2 separate regions of the Mus musculus genome follow, and region 1 is linked to region 2. A link is a contact called in public Hi-C data. All regions are on one chromosome and are shown on one strand. The core of a region is the stretch at or near the end of the contact, and the rest is flanking DNA. Distances in the headings are between cores, read along the strand shown. Region 1 has its middle 17 kb from the start of Gm30159. Region 2 overlaps Pvt1 (Pvt1 oncogene).

What was found. A called contact is a pair of places that touch in the nucleus more often than the background predicts.
Region 1: a Hi-C map of uterus shows a contact between it and region 2. The contact joins two enhancer-like sites. A contact is called at or near these places in 1 of 484 Hi-C or Micro-C datasets (uterus) and 1 of 115 datasets of contacts at active chromatin or transcription factors (the NIH/3T3 cell line).

What each region holds. Positions count from the first base shown.
Region 1 is chr15:63,160,558-63,164,357 of GRCm38.p6, reverse strand. No RefSeq gene overlaps it. Among named protein-coding and RNA genes, the nearest start is that of Gm30159, 17 kb to the right of the region's middle. Within about 2 kb of position 1,312, at least 37 of the 459 cell types and tissues checked have an H3K27ac peak or open chromatin away from gene starts, as enhancers often do. A contact at or near this core is called in uterus, where this site is marked.
Region 2 is chr15:62,042,602-62,045,943 of GRCm38.p6, reverse strand. All of the region lies in intron 1 of Pvt1 (Pvt1 oncogene), which reads right to left. Among named protein-coding and RNA genes, the nearest start is that of Pvt1, 6.3 kb to the right of the region's middle. Within about 2 kb of position 1,958, at least 173 of the 459 cell types and tissues checked have an H3K27ac peak or open chromatin away from gene starts, as enhancers often do. A contact at or near this core is called in uterus, where this site is marked.

The DNA.
Region 1 (3,800 bases), core at 63-2,562, 1.1 Mb before region 2:
GGCATCAAATCCTCCCCTTTCTGAGCCAGACAATAGTTCTTTCTGGAACATCTTCCTTGGAAGGATAACAACAGTGTTTTTGCTGCTGGTGTCATCATGTGATCAAAGCATAGCTCAGGAAATGGGGTCCTCTGAAAACTGTTTATCTAAAATCTCTTGTTTCACCATTTGGAGTGTTTTAAGAGAACGGTCTGCACCTTCTCTCCCGAGGGCAAAGATTTCAGTTACCTGTGTACTAAGAGGCAAACAGAGGCCACACATACTTGTGCAGTAAAAGAAAATACCCCCCATGTAGAATGACCCCTGCCTGCCTTTGTGCCCCCCCCAACCACCACCACCCCCAACCCCAGCTGCTCTGGAGGACATGAGGAAATCCTGATCTAGTTTTTCACAGGAAGTCTGAGTGATTCTAGGCAGGGAAGATTTAAAGACAAAAAGCTCTAATTCCAGACTTAGGTGGGAGTGTTTTTATTACTGACAAAAACCAGAGTTCCCTTTCTGGGTTATTCAGATGAACTCAGAGTAAATATTTATCCTTTCAGCTAATAGGTCTGTTTCGAGGAGTTCGGTACTCCCAGACAACCAGGCTGATGGATCGTTTCTTGATTCCCCACTTGGAGGAGGACTGGGCAAAACTACTTGGCACAAAGAGCCCTTTTCCTGTGGCCTGCCTGTTTCTGTGTATGAGGTATAACACCCTTCTTTGTGCCAGAACAGGGTGGGTGTGAGGGAAGGCCTTGCTAGGACCTCCCAGCTCCACCATTCTGAAATGATTTAATGGTCATATCGTCAGTGTTCCCAGAGCAAACAGCCACCCACCTCTGAAGAGGAGAAAGATGGATGGCTACATCAGCAGCCCCCACCCTTCTCTTGTGTTTCAAAGCGGGACTTTGTTCACTGCAATTTGCACAGAGTGCAGAATTCATGCCATGGGCACTCCCAATGTACAGAGTACACAGGCACACACACACACACACACAGACGAGGATTTACATACATGAATAAATGCAAAGGTTACATATGGACATAATGCAGGGAGAGTTTTGAGGAGAGGGACTCCTCATTTATTCATCTTTGTATTCTCACATTGCCTAGCAATGCCTGGCACAGAGAAGATGATTAATACATAGTTTTTGAATGAATACATGAATAATTATAATTGCAACCATTTAGTTAGCACTTAGCAAGTGCCAGGCAAGAAGAAATGTGCTTCATAAACCATTCTCTTCTTTAACCCTCGCCAAGAGCCAGTGAGTGAGGTGCTCATACTCTCCTAGTTGCACAGATGTGAAGAGAGAAGGTTTTAGGCAAAGCATTTCGCTGAAGATGACAGCCTGGCTTGTGGTAGCAAAAGACATGTGACTCCAGAGCTGATGCTCATCCTTTCTGGAGCAAAGCTAAAAATACTTGTATAGCTGTCACATGTAGAGAGCAGCAGTGTCATTGCTGAGGCTCAAAACCTTATCTGTAAGCCTTGAGCATAAAGTGTCTTTGCTCTGCAACCCCAGTTATCTGGAGCTCAAGGATGCTCTGTCCTCAGAGTAAGGATGATGGGTCTCTGATGGATAGCAATAAGAACCTTTGTTTTGCACTTTTTGAGAAATACAGACATATCTGAAAGAGAGAATTGATCCCTCCCTTTCCCCCTCCTTCCCTATCCTCTTCCCCTCTCCCTCTTTCCCTCTCTCCTTTTTTTTTATTGGATATTTTATTTATTTGCATTTCAAAGGTTATTCACTTTCCCAGTTTCCCCTCCAGAAACCCCTTATCCCATCCTCCCTCCCCCTGCTTCTATGAAGGTGCTTCCCCACCCACCCACTCCTGCCTCCCTGCCATGGCATACACTGGGGCATCAAACTTTCACAGGACCAAGGGTCTCTCCTCCCCTTGATGTCTAACAAGGCCATCCTCTGCTACATATGCAGCTGGAGCCATGGGTTCCTCCATGTGTACTCTTTGGTTGGTGGTTTAGTCCCTGGGAGCTCTGGGGATGGGGGTGGGGGGAGTCTGGTAGGTTGATATTATTGCTCTTCCTATGGGGTTGCAAACTCCTTCAGTTCCTTCAGTTCTTTCTCTAACTCCTTCCTTGGGAATCCCATGCTCAGTCCAATGGTTGTCTGTGCGCATCTGCTTCTGTATTTGTCCGGCTCTGGTAGAGCTTCTCAGGAGACAGCTATGTCAGGCTCCTGTCATCAAGCACTTCTTGGCATCTGCAACAGTGTTTCAGTTTGGTGTTTGTATATGGGATGGATGCCCAGGTTGGGGAGTCTCCGGATGGCTTTCCTTTAATCTCTGCTCCAAACTTTGTCTCCATATTTGCTCCTATGAGTATTTTGTTACCCCTTCTAAGAAGGATTGAAGCTTCCACACTTTGGTCTTCCTTCTTCTTGAGCTTCATGTAGTCTGTGAATTATATCTTGGGTATTCTGAGATTTTGGGGTAATATCCATTTATTCAGTGAGTGCATACCATGTGTGTTCTTTTGTAACTTAGTTACCTCACTCAGGATGATATCTTCTAATTCCATCCATGTGCCTAAGAATTTCATAAATTCATTGTTTTTAATAGCTCTGTAGTACTCCATTGTGTAAATGTACCACATTTTCTGTATCCATTCCTCTGTTGAAGGACATCTGGGATCTTTCAAGCTTCTGGCTGTTGTAAATAAGGCTGCTATGAACATAGTGGAGCATGTGTCCTTTATTTCTTTCTATGTTGTATAACAGTGGCACAGAGGCCAATGTTTCAGTGAAACCAGCATCTGTAAAAGATGATACCTATTCCAGTTAATCCAGCTTTGCTTAGTTCACAAGTTCTCTAACTACATAAGCCTTTTAAAAAAAACGATCATTTCCATAAGGTCTACCTTCTATACGTTGCTAATTTCCAAAGTCCTTTAATATGAATATTTGTGCTATCACTTTAGACTCCTGTAAAGCACCTTTCTGTTCTAATACATACATGTGTATGTCCAGTTTTTATGGAACCCTGGGTATAAGCATTGCTATTCCCTTCCTCTTCTTTCCTCTCTTCTTCTTTCCTCCCTCCTTCTCTTCTCCCTCCTCTTCCTTCTTAGCTTCTACCCACTCCCTCCATTCCTTGTGCTCCTCTCAAAATCATGATTCCCCCATGCCTATGTCCTGAATACTGAGGTTAGTGGTGTGCATGACCTCATTTAACACTGTACTAATTTTCTGTTTGTCCCAGAAAAAATTAACACTTATTTGGCATTTTCTAGTGCTCCCTTATTGTCTTACTTTTCTGTAGGTCAGAAGTCTCAAGTAGACTTGGCTAGGCTATCCTTGGAAAAACATGAGGCTGAATTCAAGGTGAGTACTGGTTGGACTCTCTTTTTTTTTTTTTTTTTTGGGGAGGCTCTGAGAAAACAGATTTAAACTTATTTTTAAATCCACTCATGATGTTTGGTAAAATTTAGCTCTTTGTAGTTGCAAATGGATGCCTGTTTCCTTGATGTCTGCTGTTCAAATATTTGTGTTTATTTGAAAATTCATATTTAAACTTAATGGAAGGGGGCATGAAGAAGTATGGCTTTGAAAAATAACGGAATGACAAAGGCCCTAATCTCAGAAATGGATAAACATTTTTATATGGTAGAAGAAACTAGCTCAGCTTTTTCCATCTTTCCACCCCATTTGCCTTATCAGAAACACATTCTTCCCTACCTTTGGGGGATGCATTTCCCAGCATGATATCTTGTAAGTAGGAATGAACCTTTAGTATACTTCACTTAAGGATTCATATGATTGCACTATGACTGCCTGGATACTCTCCTTTGAATG
Region 2 (3,342 bases), core at 709-3,208:
AGATTTCCCAGTAATGCCAGGCGTGGTGGTGCATGCCTTTAATCCCAGCACTCGGGAGGCAGAGGCAGGCGGATTTCTGATTTCAAGGCCAGCCTGGTCTACAAAGTGAGTTTCAGGACAGCCAGGGCTATAGAGAAACCCTGTCTTGAAAAAAGAAGTTAGGAAGATTTCCCAGTAGCCACAATAAGTAAAGCTAAGAAACAGATGAAATTAACTTTAAAAGCATATTATTCCGCCTAACCCAAGGCAATCTAAAATATTACCCTTTCAAGATATGATCAACTGGACCAAACTGGATCACTCAGATTTTACATCCCCTTTTGGGTGTGCTTTCAAAAAAAAAAAATCTATGTATTTAACAGAAAGCACATTCCAAGTTCATTTTAAAAACACTCTGGGCACAGAAGGCTACTGGACTGGATGGTGGAGTTTTCCATGCTGGAATCTCCAAGGAAAAGCCTGCAGCTTACTCCTGTAGCCCCATCAAGAGCTCACAGCCTAAAGAAGTGCTTATGGTGTGTGCTTAGTGGCTCCTCACACTCCACTTCCAGCTGCCCCTTCCTCCAGTCCCATTTTCTTTTTTCTGATCTCAAAACCTAAATTGAATAGAATCGTATCACCCACCACCTAAAACCTCCCAGTGAACCAGTGGGTAAAAGATAAACAGCTCTCAACCAGAAGGTTACAAATGAATAATCCCAACCCTTGGGAAGGTGTGGCTACATAGTCCAAGTCCCAGCCTGAGCTATATACATACATAATGAGACCTGGTCTCAGGAAAGGTGGGAGAGGACTAGGGAATGGGTCAGTCAGTAACGTGCGGGCCTTGCAATCATACCTTAAATTCAACCCTCTGCATCAGCAGAAATAAAAGGCCTGCTTGCAGCCTAGCCAGTGAACTCCAGGTCAATGAGAGATCCAAAGGTGGCTTGCACCTCAGGAATGTCCTCTGGCTTCCACATGTACCACGCACACACATGCGCTCAAATACACTTCCACGTACACAAATAAGAGCTTTTGCACTTTCTGAAAGGCCCTGTATGTAGCATGTGACTCTGGTTTCTGTTTCTATTGCTGTCACCTGACTGACTCTCCTTGGACCCTTCCCATTCTTCTTGCAGATCCCCACTCTGACCTTGGTGCCTGTCTGACCTCTCCCCAGGGCCAAAAATACACAGCCCTACACTAGCACACAAGTTCCTGAGCCCATAGGACCACTGCATTACCCCGGAATTGCTTTACCCAGAGAGCCTCCCTCTGCAGCCAACTCCACTCCAGCCCTCCAGATGCTAATGTCTCTCTGCTAGGCTCCAAGCACTTTCAACCCTCACTGATACCATACATGTCATTACTATGTGCAGAATTCCTCACGTGTCTCATCTTGCTATATTATAAGTCCCACTACTTTGGAAACCTATTGGAATAGACTTGGCCTGCAGTAAATATATCCCATGAGCATGAGAGTAAAGGGCAGAAGGAACAAGTGTTCACAGGGTTTAACCATTTACTGGCAAAAGACAGACACACATATGCAGTCTACCAAAAATAAAACAAAACAGGCACACGTTACAAAGGAAAATAAAATGCTGTAAAGGAAAGACAGCCACCGAAGAAGCAGGATAGCAATGATAAACACGGCAAGAACTACTTACGTGGTGCCCACTGTATGCCAGGCCTGCCCAGACACAAGCTGAGCCGGACACTAGGCCCACGTGGCATTGACATCATCACACGTGCTCCTATGCACATACACACACACACACACACACACACACACACACACACACACACACACGCACGCACACATGCGAGCATGCCCTCCTTCCACCCTGTTCTCTTGGGTACCTTGATGAAAATGGAAGCCATAGGATGGTAGATATTTTTGTCCTCTTGCTCTTGCTAGCCTAGTGCTTGGCACCCAGCATGTGCTCAGTAAATGAATGACTCATTCGATCTGGATCCGTGCTCGAAAGAGCAGAGAGCGAATGGCAAGGCTGATTCACCAGGCAACAGGCCTACAGAATAATAAACAATGGCAAAGGCTTTCACTCAAGGGCTGCTGCACTGAGACCTGGGCACCATCCCTCAGCGGGCAGAACCACTGTCCTCCCACAAGACGTAGCTGAAGATAGGCTGGCCCAGTGAGCTTCCCAGGGCGGTGTACAAGGCAGTCTGACCTCTGAGGAGGCACGACTTCCGGGGCACTGCTCTGCAGCTGACTGACTTTCTCCTCACATCTTATTCCAGCCAGGGCTACTTTCTGATGCTGATGAACAGCTGGTGAAGCCACTACGGTCTCATGACCTGTGTTTGGACCCAGAATGGTTCTGTTGCTGAGCCCAGGCCCTCTACCCGTTAATGTCTCTCTCTGATGATCCTCCCATCCTCACAGCAGCTCAGTTACCCAATTTTACAGACACAGAAACTGAGGTGACATATTTGCTCAAAAGTACCTGGGATCTATACAGGCCTTTATATGGCCCCAGTTGTATCTTGCAGCTCTCTGGCTGCCTCCTTTTTCAAGTGTACTTTCCTTGGAGGCAAGGCCTCGCTTTCTGCCCTGTCAACTGTTTCACAACTGATAGACAGTAACCTTAGAAACAGCAGATTCCCCTTTCCTTGGAAGGGGATGGGGGGAGGCGGCAGGTCAGGGGAGCAGTTCTTACCTGTAACCTGATTCCCACAAGGCCTAGGGCTGTGTAGACACCAGATATCTTACTTGCAAGAAGTTTAAGGTCAATGAAGGAAGAGAGGTGGATAAATAGAACAGCACCCCATGCCTCACGCACCACCAACCAAAACAGAAGGCAATCGATAACTGGGGCTGCAGCTCACTTAGCTGGCACGCACAAAGCTTTATCTTTGAAGACACTTAACTAGTGCTGAAGAGACAACTTGGTGATGAGCACTGGCTGCTCTTCCAGAGGACCTGGGTTTGATTGCCAGCAAACCTATGGCAACTGGCAACTATAACTCAGCAGGCACCTGGTACAAGTGGTGAACATATACACATGCGGCAAAACAGTCATATAGGTAAAAATAAAAATAAATAAATCTCTTAAAAAAAAAAACAACTTATAAACAAACAAGCCAAAGTAACAGAATTCGAGATGAGGAGAGAATAGGTTGATGATGACAAACTGGTTCTCACAGCACTCTGGAGATAGAGGCACAAGGAGTTGGGAATTTAAAGGCAACCTGAAAATATAGGAGACTTTGTCTCAAAAAGCAAAAGAGAGCCAGGGAGTAGTGGTGCATGTCTTTAATCCAGCAGTTGGGAGGCAGAGGCAGGTAGACCTCAGTTAGTCTGAAGCCAGTCCAGTCTACATAGAGACTCAGGAC